2 separate regions of the Mus musculus genome follow, and region 1 is linked to region 2. The links are chromatin contacts, called in public Hi-C maps. All regions are on one chromosome and are shown on one strand. The core of a region is the stretch at or near the end of the contact, and the rest is flanking DNA. Distances in the headings are between cores, read along the strand shown. Region 1 overlaps Rap1gap (Rap1 GTPase-activating protein). Region 2 overlaps Gm31648 (a long non-coding RNA gene).

Region 1 (6,289 bases), core at 3,658-6,157, 650 kb before region 2:
TAGGGAACATAGGACAGTACCTCAGGTCTGCCCCTCTACTTTAGAAGGCAGGGTTCCCCTGTTTCAGGCCCCTATCCTGCACCACTGACCAGAGCTGAGCATGAATACCAGCCTGGGGCAAAGCGAGCCCAGGGTTGGAGCCTGTCCCCTGCACTGGGTCTGAGGAATGCAGGAGCAGGGTTCTAGAGCCCTCTCCTGGCTGTGTGGCCCATATCCTGCAGGGATGGGCTGTGAGGAATCTCATTCACTTTGCATTTATGGAGGACCCACTGTGTGCCCACTCCTGCGGCTCAGCAGAGCACACACTGATCCTCTCTTCTGCCGCCAGGTGAGTGTGTTCGGATGTCACGTGACCACTCACCATATCCCCTATTTGGAAACTGAGCCCTCCCTCTGGTCAGGAACTGTGCCTCTACCCTCAAACCAGTTTGTAGAACTGGCTGTCCCTGCGAGGCCTCCCCTCACTCCTAGGCCCCCAGGCTGAATTGCCAGATAAAACACAGGGCGCCTAGTTCACTGTGAATGTCAGGTAAACAGGATTTTTTTTTCTTTTTTTGCTATAAGTATGTCCCAAATATTGTATGAGGTATACTTAGGCTAAAAATGAGTCTGTGTTTACCTGACATTCAAATTTAACTGGGCACTGCATGTTTCTGTTTGCTGTCTGCCAACCCTCACCCTGAAGCTCACTGGCACCTGGCCTGACCAGATGGTCCAGGTCGTGCCTGGACTTGGCCTCTGCATGCCGGGCCTAGCTCTTGTTAGCCCTAGGACTCTCAACCTCCATTCCAGGTGGACAGCCACCTCTACCAGCCTGCACAGAGCAGGTTCTTGACTGTCAGGTATGCTACATCCTGCCTCCTGGGGGAATGGGCCAGGAGGCAGAGATGGAGTCGCAGCAGCAGAGAACAGACTAGGAATGTGGGAAGACACAATAATGGAAGCTCATGAGACCAAGAAGCAGAAGACAGGAATGGGGATGGTCCAGGGACCAAGACCACCAGCTAAAGATGCTGAGCTCTGTCTGTGGCAGAGGGGAGCCTGGGCCCCTGAACTCCAGGCTCAGGCCTGGGTTCACAGACATAGAATGTGGAATAGGAACCCCTCCCAGAGACACACATTAGGAACATTCAGGGCTTCCCAGAAGGGCCCATGGGGCAGCCAGAGTGGCTTTTAAAATTAGCCTCCCTCACCAGATCTGGTTATTTCAGGAGGCTCCATCCTGGGCTGTCCCCTCAGTAGGGCAGACTCAGGGAGGGAGGGAAGGAGGAAGGACAGACCTCAATATCCCAGGGCCCCTGGCTGAGCACCCCCTGTAGCCCGAGAAGCAAGGTACATCCAAGTTCTGGTCCCCTGGCACCAGCCTGGGCCTGAGGCCACCACTTTGGCAAAGTTGTCCTGGAGTTGGCCATAGATGTCCGGGGGCACCTTTGCTGTGGGTGTGGGTGGGATGCTATAGACATGGATTCTGCACCAGTCTTCATGCACGACTCCTTAGAGGTATGAGTGTTTGGGATCATAGTTTGTCCTGTTAAGGTGACACTTAGAGAGTCTTGCCCACAGGGAGCTGGGATGCCAGGGGTGTGAGTTGCCCCCACTGTCTCCTGGGAGAGTGCTGCTGTTTCCAGAAGCCCAGGATATTTCTAACAGAGCCAGTTGCTTCCCGGAACTGGTGACCCCCGCCCTAGCCCTAATTCCAGCCTGGAGTTGGTGTCCCTGCATGCCCTCCCCACCTCAGAACCCAGGGTAGGCACAGAACTGGCAGGGGGACAAGAGAAACAGCACTGTCCACTTTGATCCCATGCGTCCTCGGCCTCCCTGAGCCCCACCTTGGAGCTTGAGAGTAACGGCCTGGGCCGTGGTGGCCTGGACGCTTCTTCCTGCAGCAAGGCTGGCGTGGCCAGGCAGGGAGGCTGGCAGGGCTGGCGGGGCTGGCTGGGCTGGCCAGGGATTGTTCTCCTAGCGACTCACCTGTGTTTCCCCAGGGCCCCTTGATCTAGATCAGCTCTGAACAGATCCAGAGAATTGGGTACACAAATGAGCAAATCCCCACGAAGGGATGATCAGCCAAAAAGCCTGTGGTGGTGGGGCTTAGGGAAGCATTTCCAAAGGCAACAACACCTCTTTCTTCTCTCTTTCTCTCTTCTCTCTCTCTTCTCTCTCTCTTCTTTCTCTCTTCATTCTCTCTTCTTTCTCTCTTCTTTCTCTCTTCTCTCTTCTTTCTCTCTTCTTTCTTTCTCTCTTCTTTCTTTCTCTCTTCTTTCTTTCTCTTTCCTTTCTTTCTCTTTCCTTTCTTTCTCTTTCTGTTTCTTTGTTTCTTCCTTCTTTTCTTTCTCTCTTTCTTTCTTCTTTTTCTTCTTCTTCTCCTCCTCCTCTTCTTCTTCATCCTTCTTCTTTTTTCTTCCTCCTCCTCTTTCTTCCCTTCCTTCCATTTTTTTAAAAAGACAGGGTTTCTCTGTGTAGCCCTGTCTTTCCTGGAGCTCTCTCTGTAGACCAGGCTGGCCTTGAACCCACAGAGTTCTGCCTGCCTCTGCCTTCTGAGTACTGGGATTAAAAGTGTGTGTCACCACCACTCAATTCCAGCTATACTTGTGTGGAGCCAGCCCGTGCGGCAATGTCCTCTGGACACAGGTCTGACGGCACCATCTGAAGGCTTGGCAGTAAGGTTGTTCATGGTTATCTGTGTTCAGAGGCTATACCAGCTCTGCTCCTGCCCCCAACATCACCTCAGTATTATCTGAGTCCCCACAGCTCTAGCACCAAGATCGCCATGAGGTCTCATTCCCTGAGCCTCACATCAGGGACCACAGAGGAGGGACAGGGGGCCGAGCTCACTAGGAGAGTGAACTCAGAGCCAGTGCCCAGGAAGCTCATTTCTGGATGCCATGACTGCAAGCTATAGGCTGGAGCAGAACGCACTGTAGAGCTGAGGAACAACGCAGCCAGGGAAGCTTGGAGCCAAACCCTGCTGGTCAGGGCTGGAGTTAGGGTATGAGTCATGGCCTCTGGGTGGCCTGAGGCGTCCGTGGGTCATAGAACAGCCCTGTCAAAAAACGGCATGGTACATCTCAGAGAGCCTCAAAGTACCCTCAGCATCTTCCTGGGGAGGTGAGAGTGAGGTAGGGGCACCGGGGTTCTAGGGACACTAAGATGGTGTCTCCCTCAGAGCACAACTGGATATCTACTTGCAAGGCCATTGAATGAATCTCCTGTGGCTCTTTCCTTAAGGGAACCCATCCTCCAGGATTCTACCAGCCAGCGGGCCCACCAGCACTCCATTAACAGCCAGCACTGTTCTAAGTGTATCCCTCCACTGTCTTCTGCGTGAAGTCTTGGCATTCAAAACCATGTGGTCTCTGGCCTCACCCCAGCCTATCTCCGTGTCTCCTCTATGGCTGTCCTCACTTTGGAGCCCCCCCTCTCCCCCAGTTTGAGATGTTCTCCACTCTCTACACACACAAGCCCCTCTCCTCTAGAGACTCTACCTCCTCTGCCCTTTCTGTCCACCCTTTTACCCTTAAGCCTGTGGTCCTATGCTATCAGGCAGGGAAGGGACTCTGTCCGCTTCTCTGCCCAGATGGTGATCCTCTGGTGCCCCCTGGTGGCCATACAAGGGAAACTTGGGATTTGCGGAACATGAGATGGGAAAGGAAACTGTTAGTTATATGCTGTCCAGACTGTATGCCTGTTAACAGTGGGAACCAGCTCACTGCATGTTTACAGCCCCTGAGGAGATCATGAGCTCTTCCTGTTCCTCTGAGAGGAGAGAGATGGAATTCCTCACCACCAAGCTAAGGAGAGATGGTGCCAGGGCAGACTTCAAAACCACACTTTCTCCATAGGGAAGGACACATGGCAGGTATGGGGTCGGAGAGTGGGGCCATGAAGAGGAGGCCTCAGCTGGTGTTCACAGACCCTGTGACCTGCTGGCCTTGGAGGCACCCTGGCCTCGGCAGCACCAAAGGGGACAGGTATATTCTGTCCACCTTGGGTCCTCGTGTGTCTAGGCAGGGTTTACACAAAGCTGTTCTTAACTCCGGGTACAATAGCGATAAATAGAATTTATTTTGTACAACCCTTACTGACATACATGTGGCCACAGGGCTTCCAAAGTGGGTGTTGGGGCTGGAAGTCTCGCCTTGGGCGTGGCTCCTAAGAGTGAACAGACACACACAAGGACATGGCTCACAGCAGCTATGCCTGGCAGCCCCCTCCACGGCAATGGTGGGCAGGGGATGGCGAGGTCTGGACTCCAGACCAGCTGAGACCCCCTCAGCCCAGTGCTCCCAGGAGTGTGGGGTGGCAGGGTTAAGCTGGGTGCTGGGTGAGGAGCCAGGGATGACCCTATCCACAACCAAGGATACTGGGCCATCGTGTGGAGACAGTGAAAGGACGTTGGCAGCTCTGTGGTAAAGCTGGGGGACTCAGGTTGGGTGATTGGTGAAGCAGACCCAGCCCCTTAGCCCACCCGGGGCCTCGGGAAGCAGTCGGCGTGATAGGCGGTCCCTAGGACAATGGCCCCCTCCTGGGGCAGGTGCATGGACTCAGGCTTCAGTGATCTCTGAAATACTCTTGTCCACTTGCAGCAGAGATGCCCAGAGAATGAGGGTGCCTGGCCCACGTCCCACAGCAGAAGCCGCACGGGACTCTGCCCGGCGCTTGCGCATTCGCGCACCCTGCACCTGCTGCTTCTGCGGTGGGCTGTATGCGCACGGTGCTTCTTCTCCTTTTCCTACCCTGTTCCCCGTGGCTCCAGAGGGGAACCCGGTGTGACAGAGGCCCAAGTGAGGGCAATCCAGGGCCACAGTCCCTGCCCACACCCAGAGCTCCAGCCTGAGGGTGGGGTGGGGGCGGTGATGCCGGCAGCATCCATTCTGAGAGCTCTGGATGGCTCCGCCCTGCGGAGACAGCCCAGATGGGCGGGCCCAGGGCTTGGAGGGAGGGGCGCCAGGGGCTGGGGTGGCTGTGGGGCAGAGGGCCAGCTGCCTGGATGTGGTGCGGCATCTTCTTGTGCTTCTGAGGCCTCCTCTGCAGGGAACGGGAGATGAGACTCAGAGGAAGATGGCAACAGCTTCTCCTCCCATCCCACGGGCATCCCTAGCTCGCCCCATGTTCCATGCTCGCCCAGTTCTTTTGGCTCCATCAAGCTCCCTAACAACTCATAGGCAGAGTTGAGGCAGCACTGTGTGCCCACTGCACAAATAGGGAACCCAAGGCTAAAAGGTGTCAAGAGTAGTCCAGGCCCGCAGCCACCGAGGCTGGAGAGTCCTGCCCAGCCCGGGGGGCTCTCATCCCCTCCTCCACCCCAGAGGATCCAAGTGAGCACCAGCTGACCTGCTCAGTCCCGCCTGCTGATGAGGTGACAGCTAGCAGCCCTGTGGGGACAGATGCAGCCGGAGGTGGGGGCAGGAGACACAGGAAACCAGAAGTCACTGGAAGAGCCCAGTCCTTCTGGCCTAGTGGGGCACCCCAGCCATTGGGTCCCTGGGTCCCTGTCCCCAACCGGCTCTACCCTCTCCCAGGAGGAGTCCCCGTGTACCATCTGGGGTGTGTGCTGCTCAGATGTTTCCAGTTGGATCTTGATCTCGGGACACGCAGGGTCCCCCGACTTGCCGACGTCTGGGTGGGGTGACCGTGTGAGGCCTGGGAAGGGGGGCAGGAGGGAGCCACCTCACTGGCCAAGAGGAGGCACCAAGGAGATGCAGGCATGGATGGGTGACTGGCACTGGGGTTCCCCCACCCTGCCTGGTCCCTCCCTTAGGGGTCTTCACCCTCAATTCACCTCCCAGCTACCCTCTACCATCCTCTGGATCACCGCCCCACGTAAGAGGCTGTCACATCAGGCTCCCATATTCGGCCCCGCCCCCTTCCCAGCACAGCTAGCCTGGTACTTGGGGAGCTTGGCCCCGCCCCTCTCCCAGCACAGCTAGCTTGGTATTGGGGAGCTTGGCCCCGCCCCTCCTCCAGGACTCCTAGCTTGGTATTGGGGAGCTTGGCCCCGCCCCTCCTCCAGCACTGCTAGCCTGGTACCTGGGGAGCTTGGCCCCGCCCCTCCTCCAGCACAGCTAGCTTGGCATTGGGGAGCTTGGCCCCGCCCCTCCCCCAGCACTGCTAGCCTGGTACCTGGGGAGCTGCCCCCGCTCGTGGTGCTCACGCTGTCGTCCAGCCATGTGCTGTAGAGGAAGGAGTCCCGCTTATGGGGAGTTCCTGAGGACGACACGCTCTCCTGGGGAGGGGGGGGAGGTCAGCCCCACCCACAGCCCCGCCCCACCCCCCTCCTTTGTTCGGG
Region 2 (6,371 bases), core at 1,214-3,713:
CTGTGTCTGCGTGTCCCCTGGGGAATGTGGCAGCCTTTGCATTTTTGTGGCATGAGGCGGAAATTTGAGATAATAAAGAAAGTGGTGGGAGGGGGGTGGGAAGAAAGACAGAAATAAGAAAGAAAAAGCAAGGAAACAATAAACTGTTAGTATCTCACAGGCGCCAGGCTGGGCGAGGAAACCGCTAATGAGCCCCAGCTTCTAATTCAAACCAGACAGATAAAAACCACGTGGTCGAGGTCCCAGAGAGCATGGAGCACCCCTCCCCCCTCCAAAGCCCAGGCTGGGTGCTCTGCCCAGAGAAGAGCAACCTCCGCTGCTGTCTGCGCAGCCACCAAGCAAGCCTGGATGCTGACACCAGCCCGATGCCTGCTTTAGAGCACTGTAAAGACGTGAACTCCAGCTCACTTCCTCGAAATGCATATTCATTTGTTTAGTCAACTTCACTTGTATTTTGACTATTGGGCCAGAAGTTCACTCTTCCAAGAACTCTGACTTCCTTATAAAAAAATCTCAGAAGCAGGAGCCTGGGCATATTATGACTGGGGCCAGGGGGGGGGGGCAGGGCTGGGTCCCAGCTTCATGATCACTAGATAGAGAATTAACCCCCAACACTCCCCAGATCATCTGTTGGGATGGCTTGCCTAGAAGTCTCATACACAATACACAACAGCTCTCTCTCTGTCTGTGTGTCTGTGTGTCTGTGTGTCTGTCTGTCTGTCTGTCTGTCTCTTCACCCCCATACCTGTGTATTCATCCATGGACATCAAGGTCAACTCTATTTCCTGGTTGTGGAGAATCACATAGCCATGAACATGGGGGAACAAGGCTTCAGAGAAAGAGAGACAGAGAGAGACAGAGACAGAGACAGAGACAGAGATTGCTGCATCAGAAACTGGCTCCATTTTAGTATTATGAAGCATCACAATGTCGTTCACCATCTGGGTACTCATCTGCATTTTTTTCTCCACATCCTTGCCACCATGGATAACAACCCCATCCCTCCAGGTACATTTAAAAGAGAGGAAGTCAGTGTGACCCTCTCCTGTTCCCCATACCTCTAACCACCGTAGCCAAGATACAGATCCAACCTAGCTGATGCCTGGATAAACAAAATGTAGTGTAGTTAGAGCCAGTGTGCTGGTTAATATTGCTATCAACGTGACAGAGTCTAGGATCACCTAGGAGATGCAGTTCTGAGCCTGGCTGCGAGGGAGTCACTAGATTAGGCTAACTGGGGTGGGAAGACCCATCCTAAATGTGGACAGCGTCATTCCATGGGCTGGGCTCCGAGATTGAGTATAAAAGTCAAAGTTAGCCGAGCTCTCACATCCATCTCTCTAACGTCAGATATAAGGTGGCCTGCTGCCCGGTGGACAGCACCCTCAAACCATGAGCCAAATCGAAGCCCTCATTCCCAAGTTGCTCTTCTCAGGTGTTCTGTCAGAGTGCTAAGCAAAGAAACAAATACAGACACAACGGAATGCTATTCGGCCATAAAAAAAAAAAAAAAAAAACTGGAGATCCTGCCGTTGGAGAAGGCATGGATGAGCCTGGCAGACAGTTATGAAGTGAAATAAGCCAGGCGCAGAAGAACAAAGACCAGCCCATGCTCGTTCCCGTGTGAAAGCTGAAGTCGTTCTCAGGGAAGCAGAGAATGGAGTGTGGTCATCCGGGCAGGAAGAGGGTGGGGCACGGGGATCGGGAGAAGGGCTGGTTAACAGGTTCGGAAACGGCTTGGAGAGTTGCTTCCTAGCAGAGCTAGGAGACCACGGCCCACCACCCACAGGAATTCTCACTAGCTAGAAGAAACGCTGAAAGATCCCAACACAAGTGATAGCGGATCGATCGGGATGGTGGGTACGCCAATTCCCTAGGTGCTCAGCCATAATCCTAGCTAGTGGTGACTGCCCAACCTAAATACTCACAGGTACATGTGCCGATCAAGAAATGGATAAGAACCTGAGAAAAGGGGGCTGGCGAGATGGCTCAGTGGTTAAGAGCACCGACTGCTCTTCCGAAGGTCCTGAGTTCAAATCCCAGCAACCACATGGTGGCTCACAACCATCCATAACGAAATCTGATGCCCTCTTCTGAAGTATCTGAGGACAGCTACAGTATACTTACATATAATAAATAAATAAATCTTAAAAAAAAAAGAACCTGAGAAAAGTATGTAAATACAAATTTAAAACATGAAGTGTGATGTAGGGACAGAGGGAAGCAGAAGTCTCGGGGTTGGGGGGGGCAGCTCCTTCCTCTGTGAGATGCGGCAGCCCCATGCTGAGCATCTGAGGAATGAAGAAGACACTAGCACTTGTCCTGCCTTCCAGCCTGATAGCTAAGCAGCTTCCTGTCTTATTGTAGGGGACAACGTGCTGCAGATCTCCTGCTGTCTCCACAGGATGAAATCATCACCCATCTCTCCAGCACAGTGGGCAAGATTCCTTGCATTTTTTGGTCTGTGTAATCCACACTCAGATGTAGGCCTAAGAGTGGTGTCTGGGACAGGAGAATGCCAGGGAAGGGAGGAGCCAAGGCTGACTGCTCTCTTCTTCCACCATATGGGTTCCAGGGATCATATTCCGGTTGCTTGGGCTTGGTACCTGCTAAGCCTTAACAGGCTCCCCTCCCCCAGGCTGACTCTGGACCCTGGAGGAAGAGTTTGGGGACCAAGCCACAGGCCTAGGCCATCCTCCTCTGTCTCATGACTCAGGGCTAGGTGGAGGAGGGTCTCCATTCTCTCAGAAGCCATCTACCCATCCCCCTTCCACAGCCAATCCAGAGAGCCTGCATCCATTTCCCCTTTACTCCATCATACTGACCTGTGATCAAATGCCAGTGGTTATAGAAGGTCACCAGGGTCTGGAAGTCCCAGGGCCAGGTTGTCCAGGGAATAATGCAGGATCACAGATCCAAGGACAGTCAGGCCTCAGGTCACCAAGTGATACAGTGGACATGAGCAGAGAGGCCTGGGCCAAATGGCTGTGACAAGAGAGAAGAAGTTTGCTGTATATAATAGATGGTAATTGAGGAAGCCCAGGTCAGCGGAGCTATACAAAGTATTTATCCACGTCATGAAAGAAGACTCCTTAAGCCCTGGGCCAAAGAAAAGCCATGGCACTAGACCTGGGCAGGACACTGGCTGTCCTTGGGACTGAGGCTGGTTGGCTGGAGTCAGCTCAGAGGCACTGCCAAGCCGGTCAGATAGAGCTACAAGATGCATGTCATTTAGCTGAGAACCTATCCAGTACACTTGACTTGACGGGCGCCTCACCCTCTCAGGCTTCCACTTCTCAGCTCTATGGATCTTCAGCACTGCCTGCCCTGGCTATCCCAAGAAAATGGGGAAGTCTGAATGCAGTGATACATGAGAATATTATTCATAATTTTCAATATGTTCTTTTTGAGACAAAGTCTCACATAGTCCAGGCTGATGACTTCAAACTCCTGATCCTTCTGCCTCCATCGCCTAAAAACTGAGATTACAGGCATGTGCCACCATGTCTGGTTTTTGGTGTATGTGTGTGTGTGTGGTGGGGGCGGGGGGGAGCGGTTCCTAACTGCATCCTGCTACTTTGTACACTCCTGTGGTCTTTGTTTCAAGATCACACAGCCATCATCATTATTTAATTCCAGACTATTCCATCACCCTGAAGTCTTCATTCCTCCCTCACCTCAGCCTCTAGTAACTAGCAACGTCCTTGTTATCTCTGTGGATTTGTCTGTCCTGGACATGTCACATGTGTGGGGTCCTGCTGTGTTTAGTCTTTTGCATCTGGGCTTTTCACTTAGCAGTGTTTTTGGTTTTGTACGGTGACATGTGTCAGTACTCTATTCCTTTCATGGCTATGTGATACTTGAGAGTCCATGTTGCGGTTTTCTCACTCCTTCACGTAGGGTAATCTTGAGTGTACTTAAGTCTAAAACCAAGTACTCAAGTGTTCTTTGAGGTCAGAGCAAAACGGTCAAATGAGCTATGTTTATAAAAAGGAGGTATGAGTAGCTTAGGTGCTCAGTGGCTGATCCTATTCTCCCTTGCATTGCTCAAGAGCATTCCAGAAATCTCCTGGATTCTGAACATTGAGAATGATTGCTACCTATAGTCCAAGTATATCAACATTTTCAACCCCAAACCACAGTTACTACAGCCCCAGCAGAACTCGTGGCAGTGGGTCAACAGGCATGATGTAAGCAAGGGAGCAACAAAAATGTGGGTAGGATTAACAGATGGATAGATGGAGGTGTGAGCAAGGAGATGGAACAAGATGATTGGCTGTGAAGATGGTTGGATAGAAAGGGGTGTGGCTTAAGAATGGGTGGATGAGTGACTGTGCGGATGACTGGATACATGATTGGGAAGATGGGTAGATAGATGAATGGATGGGTGAAAAATGAATGGGTGGATGAGTAGGTGGGTTGATACATGGATGGATGGAAGATGAGGAAGATGGAAGGATGGATTATTGGGAAGGTGGATGAGTAAGTTTGGTAGATAGATAGGTGAATAGATGGATGGAAAGATGGATTGGTGAATGAGTAGGTAGATGGATGAATGGAAGACTGAGAAGATAGGTGGACATATTGAGAAGATGGATGGATAGATGGATAGGTAGATGGATGGATGGATGGATGGATGGATGAATGGATGGATGGATGGATAGGTGGATGGATGGATGCACAAATAGGTGGATGGATGGGTGGGTGATGGGTGAATGGGTGGATGGATGGATAGGTGGATAGATAGATGTGAAGATGGATGGGTAGATGAGTGGGTGGATGGATAAACAGGTGGATGGGTGGGTGGGCAAATATACAGACAGTAGAATTGGTGAGTCATTAGAGTGCGACATTCTTGCCAAGGTCCACATAGGAGAAAGAAACTTCTGATTTACAGAGAGTCCTAGCACAAGGCACAAGAGCCAAAGGGTCCATTACTTGTGTGGTTACTCTTCAATAGTGGGAAAAAACAATCATTAATCTTCAGGTTTCAGCTTAAAGAGGCCTTGCTGTGCTTAGCTCTAGAATTTAGCATTTAATCTCGTATTTGATGGAAGGAATGGCTTCAAGGAGTGAGGGGAGTCTGTTTCCCATGCAGTGTAAGAATTGGGAAAGTAACACTCACTTTGTAAATAGGGAAGATCACTCCTAAGGTTGTCCAGCATGTCTGGGGCAGAGTGGAATTTCTGGAGACTGGAAGCCCTGCACTCTTCCCCACCCCTGGACTTCCTGGTCCGTCAATCAAATTGAGCACTCCCAGCCCTTGGATTTTGTATTCTCTTCTTGAAGACAAGGACATACCACATGTCTATTTTAGGGGAGAGAGAGAGAGAGGGGAGAGAGAGAGAGAGAGAGAGAGAGAGAGAGAGAGAGAGAATCACACACTTTCAACCCCGGGAAACCAATGGACAACCTCTACCTTTCCTTCATCCAGCTGTAACAAGTCACTATCTTTGGGAGACACCCGAGACAAGCTTTCTGTTTTTACATGCTACAGGTACCTCTCTACATCCCAGGACAGTTGTGACATCCCATGGGACAGAGTCAGTGACATTCAGCATCTAGCTAGCAGCTAGAAACAGGCAGTGACTCTGACCTGGCCGTGCAGACCCTTGCGGGTTAGTGAGCATTTCACTGAGTAATAGTCCCACAAAGCCCTGGGAATCCTTATCAGGCTGCAACCTTTCTGGCATCCTGACCTGGAATCGGGAGGTCTGTTTACTCTCATCCCAGCTCTGTCACACATTTCCCGAGCCATTCTGACATCATGCCTCTGTGTGCCTCATTCTCCTCGTCTGTAGAATGGGAATCACAGAGCCTTGAAACAGGGCTTCTGGAAAAGCAGCAAGAGGGAGAAGCAAACAGACTATTGCGGGCCACTTTGTAAATAAAGTTTTATTGGCACATGGCCAGGTTTAGTCACAAGTGTCATCTGGAGCTGCTTTTAGGCTATAATGGCAGAACAGAAGATATGCCTCAGAATCTGAAAGCATGAAAAAAACCCAGACTTAATGTCTAGCCCTTTGTGGAACAATAGGGCTGACTTCTACGATGGAGAACTTTTTCCAGCTCCTGTGGGTGCCTCCTTCTGCTCTTTAGTAACCATTCCCAGGCCTCCACAAAAGTCTGATTGTATAGGTCTGAGTGAGGTCTGAGCATGATCTCGAGTGTCTATGACTTTGTCTGTGCATTCATGTGTATTTGTGTAGTGGGTGCACATATACATGCACTATGAGGCCAGTGGTTCATGTAGGGTGTCTTCCTCAATCACACAGCACCTTATTTTTTAGGCAGCTTCCCACTGATTCCAGAGTCATAGATTCCGTTAGCCTAGCTGGCCAGTGACGGGCTAGGATCCTAGTGTCTCTGCC

Evidence for each region. A called contact is a pair of places that touch in the nucleus more often than the background predicts.
Region 1: a Hi-C map of the N1E-115 cell line shows a contact between it and region 2, with 4 times the contacts expected there. The contact joins two enhancer-like sites. A contact is called at or near these places in 4 of 39 promoter capture datasets (hematopoietic stem and progenitor cells, liver and pre-B cells), 1 of 15 datasets of contacts at CTCF or cohesin (pro-B cells), 7 of 484 Hi-C or Micro-C datasets (the N1E-115 cell line, brown adipocytes, cardiomyocytes and 3 more), 1 of 115 datasets of contacts at active chromatin or transcription factors (pancreatic cancer cells) and 1 of 9 other capture datasets (adipose tissue).

The regions. Positions count from the first base shown.
Region 1 is chr4:137,727,614-137,733,902 of GRCm38.p6, reverse strand. Rap1gap (Rap1 GTPase-activating protein) reads right to left here. Exons shown (of 24, transcript NM_001379234.1): 21 at 6,124-6,226; 22 at 5,540-5,643; 23 at 5,335-5,375; 24 at 4,042-5,028. The coding sequence ends at 5,367. Among named protein-coding and RNA genes, the nearest start is that of Gm52682, 8.9 kb to the right of the region's middle. Within about 2 kb of position 4,907, at least 47 of the 459 cell types and tissues checked have an H3K27ac peak or open chromatin away from gene starts, as enhancers often do. A contact at or near this core is called in the N1E-115 cell line, where this site is marked.
Region 2 is chr4:137,079,168-137,085,538 of GRCm38.p6, reverse strand. Gm31648 (a long non-coding RNA gene) reads right to left here. Exons shown (of 3, transcript XR_390841.3): 2 at 2,826-2,985. Among named protein-coding and RNA genes, the nearest start is that of Gm31648, 5.8 kb to the right of the region's middle. Within about 2 kb of position 2,463, at least 9 of the 459 cell types and tissues checked have an H3K27ac peak or open chromatin away from gene starts, as enhancers often do. A contact at or near this core is called in the N1E-115 cell line, where this site is marked.